Regions from separate parts of the Mus musculus genome. Here region 1 is linked to region 2. Evidence: chromatin contacts called from public HiChIP or PLAC-seq data. All regions are on one chromosome and are shown on one strand. Each heading gives the region's core, a stretch centred on a gene start, on an enhancer-like site or on the middle of the called end of the contact. The rest is flanking DNA. Distances are from core to core; before and after follow the strand shown. Region 1 overlaps Sar1b (secretion associated Ras related GTPase 1B). Region 2 has its middle 9.5 kb from the start of Rufy1.

What was found. HiChIP or PLAC-seq counts read pairs in DNA pulled down with a chosen protein or histone mark.
Region 1: a FOXA1 HiChIP or PLAC-seq map of pancreatic cancer cells shows a contact between it and region 2. The contact joins two enhancer-like sites. A contact is called at or near these places in 1 of 39 promoter capture datasets (pre-B cells), 1 of 115 datasets of contacts at active chromatin or transcription factors (pancreatic cancer cells) and 1 of 9 other capture datasets (adipose tissue).

Annotation. Positions count from the first base shown.
Region 1 is chr11:51,766,239-51,771,923 of GRCm38.p6, forward strand. All of the region lies in intron 1 of Sar1b (secretion associated Ras related GTPase 1B), which reads left to right. Among named protein-coding and RNA genes, the nearest start is that of Sar1b, 5.4 kb to the left of the region's middle. Within about 2 kb of position 1,788, at least 33 of the 459 cell types and tissues checked have an H3K27ac peak or open chromatin away from gene starts, as enhancers often do. A contact at or near this core is called in pancreatic cancer cells, where this site is marked.
Region 2 is chr11:50,437,434-50,443,792 of GRCm38.p6, forward strand. No RefSeq gene overlaps it. Among named protein-coding and RNA genes, the nearest start is that of Rufy1, 9.5 kb to the left of the region's middle. Within about 2 kb of position 2,523, at least 55 of the 459 cell types and tissues checked have an H3K27ac peak or open chromatin away from gene starts, as enhancers often do. A contact at or near this core is called in pancreatic cancer cells, where this site is marked.

The DNA of each region.
Region 1 (5,685 bases), core at 538-3,037, 1.3 Mb after region 2:
CCTGTGTGCTATCCCATGCCTGGCTTATGTGCTGTCAAACTGCAAGCTAAGCAAGCACTCTACTAACTGAGCTATGTCTCCAGCCTGTCCTTTGTATTTCTAGTGGTAAATTAGATTACAGATAGCATGCTATCTCTTTGTCTTGTATGTGGGGGAGGGATTGTGTATGCCATGTTGAGCATGTAGAGATCAGAGTACAACCTGGGGAAGTTAGCATACAAAATAATGAGTTTTATTGTGACTTTTTAAAAGCTCTATGTTATGGGTATTTTGCCTGCATCTATTTATGTGTATGGGTCTTTTGCCTACATATATGCATTTGTACTGCATGCATGCCTGATGCCTGTGGACCAGAAGTAGCCATCAGATCCCCTGGAATTAGAGTTACAGATGTTGTGAGCCACCATGTAGGTGCTGGGAACTGAGCCTGGGTCAGCAAGAACAAGAGGTCTTAACGTCTGAACTGCCTCCCCAGCCCCTGTGTTAACATTTTCATCTTCGTGTATCTTGCTTATATTTGCTGTGCTGTTTTTGGTCGTCATTGTTGTCTGTTGGAGACAGAATCTCATTAGTCCAAGCTGGCCTTAATTCACTATGATCTGTCATGTCACAAATGCTGGACTTATAAGCACACCATACTCCAAGAATAGTGGTATACACATTTAATTCCAGCACTGGGAAGGCAGAAGCAGGCAGATCTCTGAGTTCAAAGCCAGCCTGATCTACACAGTGAATTCCAGCCCAACTAGGGCTACTCAGTAAGATCCTGACTCAATAAAAATAAAAAAAGAATCATAATGTAGTCCATTGCTGGTCTCAAACCAGGAATCCTTCAGCCTTAGCCTAGAGCTATGATCAGGTGAGTGTCACACTTTTTGGTTTGTAGTGAAATTTCTGTGCCTGTGTTTGCAGGATACTTTCCTAATACTTGCTATGGTGGCACTCAGTGACAATATATTCCTATGCAACATGGAAACAGGGCTGGCAAGGTGCTTCCTCTGGTCAAAGTGCTTGCTGCACAAGTCTGGCAGCCTGAGTTCAAGCCCCAGTGCCTACAAAGCTGTCCTCTGACCTCCACACAGGTGCCATGACACATGAGCCCCTAACACACACACACACACACACACACACACACACACACACACGTCAGTAGATTTTAAAATGAGAATGCTATTGATTAATTTCATATTAAAAGTTATTAAGTTGGGCATGGTGACATGCTTATAACTCTAGCACTTGGGAAATGAAGTCTGAGCTACATGGTAACTTGTCTTTTAAAAATAAAAACCTCAAGAATAAGGATTCTGTTTCCTCATAAATTATTTGTAAACATAAAATGTCCATTTAAGGTTTTTATTTGCTTTTATGTCGAATGATAGCTTTATTGAACTAGACTTGACATACCGTAATATTCTCCATTTTATAGTATGCAGAGTGTTCCCAGTATAGTCACAATGTTACACAACCTTCACCACTATTCTAGAACATTTTTTCTCACCTCTGAAAGCAACCCTGTTCCCATTAGCAGTTGCCCAGACTCCTCTCCCCCTTCTGACAGCACTAATCTGCTTGCTCTCAAGCAGATTTGCCTGCGTGGACATTTCACGTGGAGAGTTATCCATACAAGTTCAACGAGTCAGAGTTTTAAGCAGTGATTTGTAACCTGAGTTCTGTTCACTGCGCTGATTTTCATGTTACATGAGTAGATTGCAAAGTCTTTTCCTGTTTGGTGTTCGTGCAATAAATAAATCTGCTGATGTGGGATGTTTCCTTGTCAGTGACCTTTGCTCTTCACATCCCTGTGATGTGTTCCTGGGTTGTGTAACCTGTTCCCAGGGCTCAGGTGTCTGTTTGTAGCTAAGTGGCTTTATTCTTAGTTGGATGTTTTTATTTTTGCTTCGACTTGAACAAAACAGAAACAAAGAGATATTTTTATTTTAGTAATTCCTAGCTTGTTTTGAGGGTTTAGTAAATTATAATTTTATAGAACTATGACTATCTTCTCCAGTAGAGTTTCTCTGTGTAGGTAGGTAATTTCTGAGTTAGATTTTATAATCATAGACTGGCAGCACCCTCGTGCAGGAAAATCCTTTTCCTGTTCTACTCGCCAGCACTTTTTGTAGCTCCCCTGACACACCATCATCCCAGTGAAGACTTTGCCTCTTGACTCAGTGCTGCTTTGTGTAGCAATGCCCTCTGCTCTTTTAGATGAGTCTAAGACCTGTCACTGTGTACGCGGCACCTCCTACCCTGGCTTCCTGCACCTTTCACCCCAATGTCCCTTTATCTTTCCATGCCTGACCTTAGAGCTGCCACCACCCAGACCAGAACTTCTTTGAACCCTGCTCTTCCTATTCTGATGCACCCTGGCCTGCTTCACCTCTCCCTGTTTACTACAGCCACACTTGTCTTCTGGTTTCCAGACCCTCCCTCTACTCTGTTGGCGCTGTTCTGTGGAAGCTTGCCTTTGGTCAGCTCTGTTCTTACACCGATCCTTTGTCTGCTCAGCCTGCACTGGGTCAGCTCACCAGGGCCTCTCACTGTGCCCTCCAGTGCTCTTCTCGAGCTCTCTATGCTCCTCTCAGCTTCAGGGTCACACTCAGAGCCCTCTCCCCTTGGCCCTTTTTTCTCTGTCCTGGAAGTCTGAATTTTCTAAAGCCCAACATCACAGAAGGTGGGGTTGTAATGTGGGGGTGTTGAGGAGAAACACATCAGTGATGGCCGCTGCTGAAAATGTTTCTTAGATCTCTAACTTTTTTTTTTTCTGTTAAACTCAGTGCTGGCCTGGTGGTGGTATCAAATACCTTTAATCCCAGCATGAGGAAGCAAGAGGCAGGTAGATTTCTGAATTCGAGGCCAGCCTGGTCTACAGAGTGAGTTCAAGGACAGCCAGGGCTACACAGAGAAACCCGGTCTTGAAAACTAAAAATAATGAATAAATAAACTCAGTGCTATGGCTCAAATCCTGTTCCTTTCATGTTCTTGGGTAAGCATGCTACCCACGAGGTACATCCCCAGCCTTTTGAACAGTCATTTAACTTGATCCACCATTACAGTACTTGTCCTATATATTTCAAAATTTCCTCACTCCCACTATTTTTGAGACAGGTTTCAATATATGTGTAGCCCAAGCTGGCCTTAAAGTCAGTCTTTAAACTTAGCTTTCTAAACTCTGGGATTTTAGGTGTGTGCCAACAGGCTCTATGCCTCTCCATCTTTGGAAGTCAGATTCTCTGGGCCTCCCTCCTCTGACCCATACAGGAAGGGGTGCTCTCAGTGTAAACTCCTAATCAGATTAGTGTTCCCCTCTTTCTCTCTATTATGTAGCTCTCTGTCTTGGACCTCACTCTGTAGACCAGGCTGGCCTTCATCTCCCAGAGATCCACCTGCCTCTGCCTCCCTAGGCTGAGATTAGAGGTGTGCACCCCATGCCCAGCTCTTCCGGAAGGTTTTCCCTTTCATTTTATCATTATACCCATCCCTCACTTTTCCTGAAGAAGAAATTCTTATTTTTCTCACTCCATTTCAAATGTATTTATATATTTAGACTTCTGCTATCTAGCTCAGGCTGGCCTAGGACCTTCACCTTAGACTCCTCAGTGCTGGGACTTATAAAAGTATTCTACCACATCCATTTCAAATGTGTTTTTGTTTTTGTTTTTGTTTTTGTTTTTGTTTTTAAATCTATTTGGGGACTGGAGAGATGGCTCAGCAGTTAAGAGCACTGGCTGCTCTTCCAGAGGTCCTGAGTTCAAATCCCAGCAACCACATGGTGGCTCATAACCATCTGTAATGGGATCCAATGCCCTCTTCTGCTGTGTCTGAAGACACCTATAGGGCTGGTGAGATGTCTCAGTGGTTAAAAATACTGACTGCTCTTCCAAAGGTCCTGAGTTCAATTCCCAGCAACCACTTGGTGACTCACAACCATCTGTAATGGGATCTGATGCCCTCTTCTGGTGTGTTTGAAGACAACAACAATGTACTCACATACATAAAATAAATAAATGAATCTTAAAAAAAAAGATATCTATAGTGTACTCATACATAAAATAAATCTTTGAAAAATATCTATTTTACTTTTAAACCTTTAAATTTATTTTATGTATACAAGTGTTTTGCCTGTATTTATGTTACATGTACCATGTGCCTGTAGTTTTAAGAAGAGGGGATCAGATCCCCTGGGATTGCAGTTGCAGATGATTGTGAGCCACTATGTGGGTACTGGGAATCAAATCTGGGTCCTCTGCAAGAGCACAGCTACTTTAACTACTGAGCCAACTCCAGCCTAGGGTTCAAACTTTTGGAAAGAGGAAGAGGATCTCACTGTCCCTCTATCTTTTAGCCTCTGTTCTTCATTCATGGCTCAATAATAGTAGCATCCAGTTTAACATTGTACATTTTATATGGTGTATACAGATAGGCATGGTTTACATGAAGGTCAGAGAATGGCAAGTCAGGTCTCACCTTCCACTTCATTGAAGCAGGGTCTCTCTTGTTTCTGCTGCTGTACTGTGTACTCCACTCCAGGATACCTGCCCTCTCCCCCCAAACTTCTAGGAAATTTCCTGTCTCTGTCTCCCATCTCACTATAGGAGTAATGTGATTACTGATGTGTGCCACCATTTGGCTTTCGGTGGGTGTTGGGGAGCACACTTGGATATGAGGCTTTTGTGGCCAGCTCTTTTACCTGTTGAGCCTTCTCCCTGGTGAGTTTTGTGTTTGTGTGTGCACATTTTAGCTCACCTTGTCTTTACCACGTGCTCGCAGGTATTTCAGAAAAAACTTGTAAGTCATTCAAAGTCAGACTTTAAATCGGAGCTAGTATCAACTCTGCTTTACCTCCGACAGCACAGCTCCATTGGAGGCCTCTCAGGCAGTCAGTAATTGCTTCTGTGGAGCTAAAGCTGGCATGGCTCCGCTGCAGCTGCATTGATGTCACTAACATCTTTCCTTTTTGACTACTCACTCCTCTGGTTCTTCTGGCCTTCCTGCATTCCATGGTCCACCCCTGGTTTCCCTAAAAGATCGTGCCAAGTATGACTTATTCATAGCACGGTGGTGGGTATCAGAGGCAGGAGGATTTTAAGCAGATATTAGGGGGACATTCTGATGACAAAGTGTGGGTCACCAGTACTTTGACCCAGGGAAAACTACAAGAAGGGAAGTAATATGTGTTAATTTTGGAAAGGTAGCCAAGAGATAAGTAGAGAAAGTTCTGGAATACTAGGCCAGGAATTTGGTTCAATTATTTCTCAGCTCAAAACTTGTGGAAGGTCTTCATCCATCATACAGGGTGTATAGAGTCAATGGACAGTTTGCCACATCAGTTGTTATACTGAAGTAACAGGTAGAAGCTGAGACTGTCCCCAGCAAATAGCTGTTGTTAGGGTGTGCAGCAAGTCACTGCCAAGATAGCAGTTTGGCAGAGCTTCTCTGGAGGCAGCATATGGGAGTGGGGACAGATTTTAAAATGATACTTTGTAGTTTAGGATGTGGCTTTTTATTTGGGGGACTGCAGGCATCTATCATTCTGCTGAGCAACACAAATTTCTTAACCAGGAGGCTTCTCTGGGGGCAGACAGACTGCACTGCAAGCCCTGGACAGGACTGTGGCTTAACTCAATGTGAGCTGTGATTTAAACAAACACACAAACAATAAAAATCACTGCTGTGGCTCAGTGA
Region 2 (6,359 bases), core at 1,273-3,772:
GGAGGTTCAGGACTGAGGCTTGCCTGGGACCGGAAGTTGAGAGGAAGTTGACAAGCAGGTCAAAGGGCAGATGAAAAATAGTCCTCCTTTTCTGGCCCATGCCTGCTTTTCAGACAGGAAAGGACGTCTGATCACAAGGGGTCATCTTTCTAATCTCTAAGTAGTTATCCCCCCTACACACCCCATATGGCTATCCTCCTACCCACCCCAAGTGGTCATCTTTCTAATTTCTAAGTAGTGATCCCCCTACTCACCCCAGATGGTTATCTTTCTACCTCTACTCCAAGTGATTAGTCTCCTGGGCCACCCTCATGGGAACTGAGAATACAGGCTTTTGCCACCAGACCTGGTATTGGGGAGGTTTTGTTTTTGAGTTCTGTTTTAGTCAGCTTTGTACTACAGTGACACAATAATTTTAATAATCAACTGAATACAGGAAAAGGTTTATCTTGGGAAAATTATTTTGAGATTACAATATAATTAGGTCATTTCCTCCTTCTTGTTTCTTCTTCTAGCCCCTCCCATATGTCCCTCCTTTCTCTCTTTCAAAGTCATGGCCTCTTTTTTCATTAATTGTTGCTATATGTGTATATGATTATGTCTACCCATATAGTCCTAAATACATAAATGCCTCCTGCTCAGTCTGTATAATGTTATGTGTGTACATGTTTTTAGGGATTATCATTTGGTATTGGGTAACCAATGGATGGTCTCTTCTCTGGGGAAGAGTATTTCTCTCACTCCCAGAATTCCTTCATTGCCCATAGTCCTTTGTGAAGGATTGAGGCCTTGTGGGCTTTCTCCCTTCCACTTTAGGCTGCTATTGTTGACTGACAAGGTTTTAGTCCACTGACTCTTAATCTTGCTGCTTTGGGCCTGTGTTGAGACAGCACAGCATGGCCCGCTGTGTGTGTGTCTCTGTGTGTGTGGTTTGACTCTGTTAGCTATATTTTATTTTATTTTATTTTATACTTAGGATCGTCTTCTGAAAGAGCAGCAAATACTCTTGCTTTGAATTGCAGAGCTACCTCTTCAGGCCCCATAGAAATAATTTTAAAGTAAGTAAAAGGTTAAGTGTCAAAAATATAACAATGGAAATAAAAGATGTGAGAGAGAAAGAGAGAATGAATGAGAGCTGAAGAAGAAATGGCCACGTTGGAACAGCACCTTAAACAACCCTCCCAGAAGCAGCAAAGGAAACTCAGAGAACTAGATGATAAAAGGTGAGGGGCCAGACTTGCTGGAGAGATGGCTCAGAGGTTAAGAGCACTGGCTGCTCTTGCAGACAATCCAGGTTCAGCTCTGAGAACCCATAGGGTGGGTGATTCACACCCATCTGTAACTCCAGTTCCATGAAATCTGATGGTGTCCCTCTTCTGGTTTCCACAGGCACACATGTGGTGACCATACATACATACACGCAGGCAAACACTCATACACATAAAAATCAAAATACAGCCTTTAAAAAAATAAAAAATAGACATTTAGAAAACACGATTATAAAACCCTGAGTTCAGACCCATAGCACAATGTAAAAAGCTTGGTACAGCTCCACGTGCAGCAGTTCCAGAGTCTGGGTGGGGCGGCCGGAAAGGGGCAGCTCCTTGGAGCTTGTTGGCCTGCCAGGCTAACCAAAATGGCGAGCTTAGTGAAGGGACCTTGTCTCAAAAGAGAAAGGGGGAGAGGAATTAAGATAAATACTCAACATCAGCCATCAACCTTTGGTCTTCACAAGCACATGTATGGTGGGTGCACATGCCTGCACACACATGTGCCCACGTGTTGTCACATGTACAGTTACCACTTATGCACACACACACACACACACACACACACACACACAAGATAAAGAGAAGTTCCCTTACAACTGGCGGTTTAGGGGTAAGACTGACCTCAGAGTTTCTGAGGCAGCAAAGAGTGAGAATAGAAAGTGAGTGCCCTAGATTCACTTTTGCTGCTACGATAAAATAGCCTTACAACCCCCCCCTCCGTCCTTACCCCTGGAGGCCCCCCCCCCCCCGCCAATTTTAAAGAAGTAAGGAACTGTTTTAGCTCACAGTTCCAGATTACAGCCCACCATTGCAGGGAGGTCACAGTGACAGGAGCTTGAAGTGCCTGGTTATAGCACATCCGTGATCTAGAGCACAGAAAAAATGAACACAGGTCTGTGTAGTTAGTGCTCAGCTAGCATTCCCTGCTCTCAGATAGAGCGATGCCCAAACCAAGGGAATGGTGCTGCTTACTCTCAGCCTGGGTCTTCCTATCTCAATTAAAGCAATCAAGACAGGTGTCCCTCAGGCATGTTCAGAGGCCAACCGGATCCAGACAAATGCTCACCTAGATGTCCTTCCTAGTGTGTCTCCTTGACAATTAAAGGAAACGTTATAGAGTGAGTACATTTTTCAGTATTGTGAGCCCAGAGACGCAGCTATCCGGGCAAATGTTCATCTACACATGTGCATGTCATTAAGTAACACTCGAAGGAGGGCAGCTCCTCAGATGTTTGCTCACACAATGACTCACACTGGAAACAAGTCTAGTTTCCTATGACTCAAAATCCAGAAGCAGTAAGAGCAACAATGGATACATTTCATTACACAAAAAAGTAAAACGTGGGGGCGGAGAGATGGCTCAGTGGCTGCTAACTGCATTTGCTGCAGAGGACCAAAGTTCAGTTACGGGAACCCATGTGGGCTAGCTCACAACCGCCTCTAACTTCAGCTCCAGGGGATTTGACGCCCCCTTCTGTCTTCCTTAGGCACTGCATGCATGTGGCACACACAGGCACACTCTTCAACCTCAGATGATATGTGCATCATCTCTGTGCTATATGCCTGATGGCTGCCTTTTATCTAGTGAATTTTCAGTTGGGGTACAAAATAATAGGGCTCGTTATGACATTTTCTTACATATGCATATCTAACCTCCATCATCCTCTCTCTTCCCTTCTCCTCCATCCCATGTTCCTCTTCATCCTCCCAAATAGTTCTCCTTCCATGTTGTGCAAATGACACAATTTCCAGGCTGGCCTAGAACTCAGTTCTTAGTTCAGGCTGGTGGCAATTGTCATGCCTGCTTCCCGACTGCTGAGATTACAGGACTGAGTCACCATGCCCAGCTTTAAAAAAATCATTATTTTTTAAATATAGTACATATATATTTAATATTATGTGTATGTGGATTATGCTGGCATTTGTGTCTGTGTATCACTTACATGCATGGTATTCACAGGGGCTGGAAGTTGGGCTCAGATTCCCTGGAACTGGTGTTATCGACAGTTGTTAGCCACCAGGGATGGGGAAGATAGTTCATTTGATAAAGACAGCTGCCATACAGGAGTGAGGGCCCGAGTTCAGATCCCCAGCAGCAACATAAAAACCAGCATTTGCTGTAAGCATCTGTGACCTCAGCATTTGGTGGGATGTGGAGGGAGAAGACAGAAGAACAAGAATCCTGGAACGCACTGGCCAGCCAGCTGAGTCAATCCCTGAGTGTCAGGGTCACTGGGACCTTGTCTCGAAATATAAGGCAGAGAGTGAGTGAGAAAGACATATGGTGTCAATGTCTGGCCTCCGCACATGTGCATACATGTGAGTGTGCACACTTACACATGCAAACACCCATAGCAACGTGTGCACATCACACACACACACACACACACACACACAAAACATACAAATATATAAAGGGAGGGAGAGAGAGACAGAGACAGAGTCAGAGTCAGAAACACATACAACGCACACACAGACAGAATCCACTTTGTATTTATTGAGTTTGGGCTATCTAACATTTTATTGGAGTGTTGACTAGGTGATTGGCTACTTGAGTCTAGACCAGGGATACTCAAGCTGGGGTGGAGGGACCCTTTTACAGGGGTCACCTAAGATCATGGGAAAACACAGCTATTTACATTATGATTCATAACAGTAGCAAAATTACAGTTACAAAGTAACAACAAAATTATTTTATGTTCAGGGATTATCACAACACGAAGAACTGTATTAAAGGGTCACAGCATTAGGAAGGCTGAGAAACACTCGCTGGTCTAGACTCTAGGAAGATCTAGAAATGTGGACGTTATTAATGTACAGACAGTATTAAAGTACAAACCGAGGCAAGATAACTATATGAAGTCAGGACAGATTTGGGCCTCTGCCTTGGTAACAAACAGCCCCCAAATCTGGTTAGATTTAAAATTTTTTTTTTGGAGATGATCTTATTCCTTAGCCCAGGCTGACCTGGAACTTACAATCCTCCTGCCAAGTGGTGGAATTTCAGGCGTGCGCCACCACACCTGGCACCGCACTTCGTTTCTTGCTCCTGTGAAGCCTGCTGCAGGTCTGGGCTTCTTCCCAGCCCATCTGTCTCTCATAGCGTGACTCAGCCATCCAGCTGCTTTGGTTTTTGGTCACACGTCTCGATGTGAAGATCTTTTCAAATAGCTGTAGCCAGAGAAAAGGCAGCTGGAGAGTCGTGTGCCAGGCAGTGCCGGGAAATGACCTGCCTCTTCTGTTCACAGCTCCTAGGCCAGGACTAGTCACAGATGCCTTTCCACTCACTGGCAAAGCAGGAGAGGATATACAGATGAGCCAAGAGAACAAGGGAAAGTAGGTGGACAGAGAGGGAAAGGAGACCATGGAGAAGTAGAGCCAGCAAAGTGGATAGGGGAATAGAGGTGTGTTAAAGGAGGGGTGGAGGGAGATATCACAGAACCCAGGGAGGGAGTCACCAAAATGGGCAGGAATCCAGCTGCAATCCCAGGGTTTAGGAGGCTGAGGCTGGAGGACTGAGATGTGGAGGCCAGCCCGTGCTGGCTGCTGAGACCCCGGACCCCGCCCTACCCCATACACAAAGAAGAGGAAACTAGGGAAGCGAGCTGACTGAGGACCAGCAGGCAGAGACAACCTGAGATCTTGATTAAAATAATTTCCCAGAGCCGCATGCAAAACCAAGCAAACAGAAGCCTATTTGGCGTAGGCTTAAGTGAGATGGTGGGACGTGGGGAGGAATGAGAGATTAGTAAAGCCAAACAACTGGCAGAGGAGGTAAGACTGGGTGTTCTGTTTGTTCTCTTCAGTCAGGGCGGGCAGCAGCATCTTAATATGCTAGAGAAGGCCAGTAATGTGGAAAGCTGATGGAGCTGGAGGGAGGATGCTGGAGATGGACAGTACCTTGGGCAGGTGGGGGTGTGGCTGTAGGCACAGCCAGGATTACTCTCCATGGGAAGCAGGGGGAAGACAGAGGGGTTGGTAAGGATTCTGAGAGGAGAAACCCCCACCTCCTGCTCCCAGGGACACACCCATATTGTTTTTTATTCAGAAACTTCCTTACTCGCTCACATGCTGTGTGTTGTGCTGGAGAGTAGCTCAGGTTGTTGCGCTTGCTAGGCAGGTACCCTACCACTGAGTGACACCCTTGACCTACGCTTGGGCTGTTGCTTTTTAACCTCAGAGAAGTGTAATAACATTTTAATGTTTACCTGGCGACACTAATACTATGAAGTTACATTTATATTTGAGGTCACAGTCAGCACTAGTATGTCAATTACACTAGCATTTCATGTTATTATCATTATCATTTACAACACTAGTACAGAATCACTAAGTTTCTTGCTGGTCAGAAGATTCAAATTGGAATCTTACATCTAGTACTTATTCTAGCTGCCTCACCTGTAAAAGAGAGCCATGGCTGGAAAATGGGGGCAAGGGCTATGCTATAAAGAATGTTGGAGAGGAGTGTACGTCTTCCAAGGGCTTCAGCCTGCCTGTTGGTCTCCGGGTGGTTTAATGCACACTTTGTGAAAGACTGAAATGATTCAGTCCACACATGTAGAAGAAGATGAAAAGTTAACTCTTCCACCTACAATACCTAAACACATACCACATATTTATACATGCCCCACAGACATATATACAACACATGCCAGCATACATCACACACAGTACATACACAAAAACACGTACATAGACAAAATGTGCTGCAGCAAAACACATGGTATGTGCACGTACCACATACAATATGACATGTCACATAGAACACTCCATATATACCCAGACAAGGCAGACACATAGCATATGTACCTGTACACCCACAAGGCACACACATTTCCTGAAAGATACTGTATCATATGCATGCACATATATCTCATACAATACAACATGCAAACCATATGCACATGCTACGTGCACATATATTTATACCATGCCATATGCACAAATGCCTTGCTTACAGTACACTAGATATCCTTGCACACACAACCTATGTCCACACACTCCACATGTTCACACACTCACACACTATGTGTTGCTCATAAAATATGTATAGATATATCTAAGGCACAAACACAACTGTGATCCATA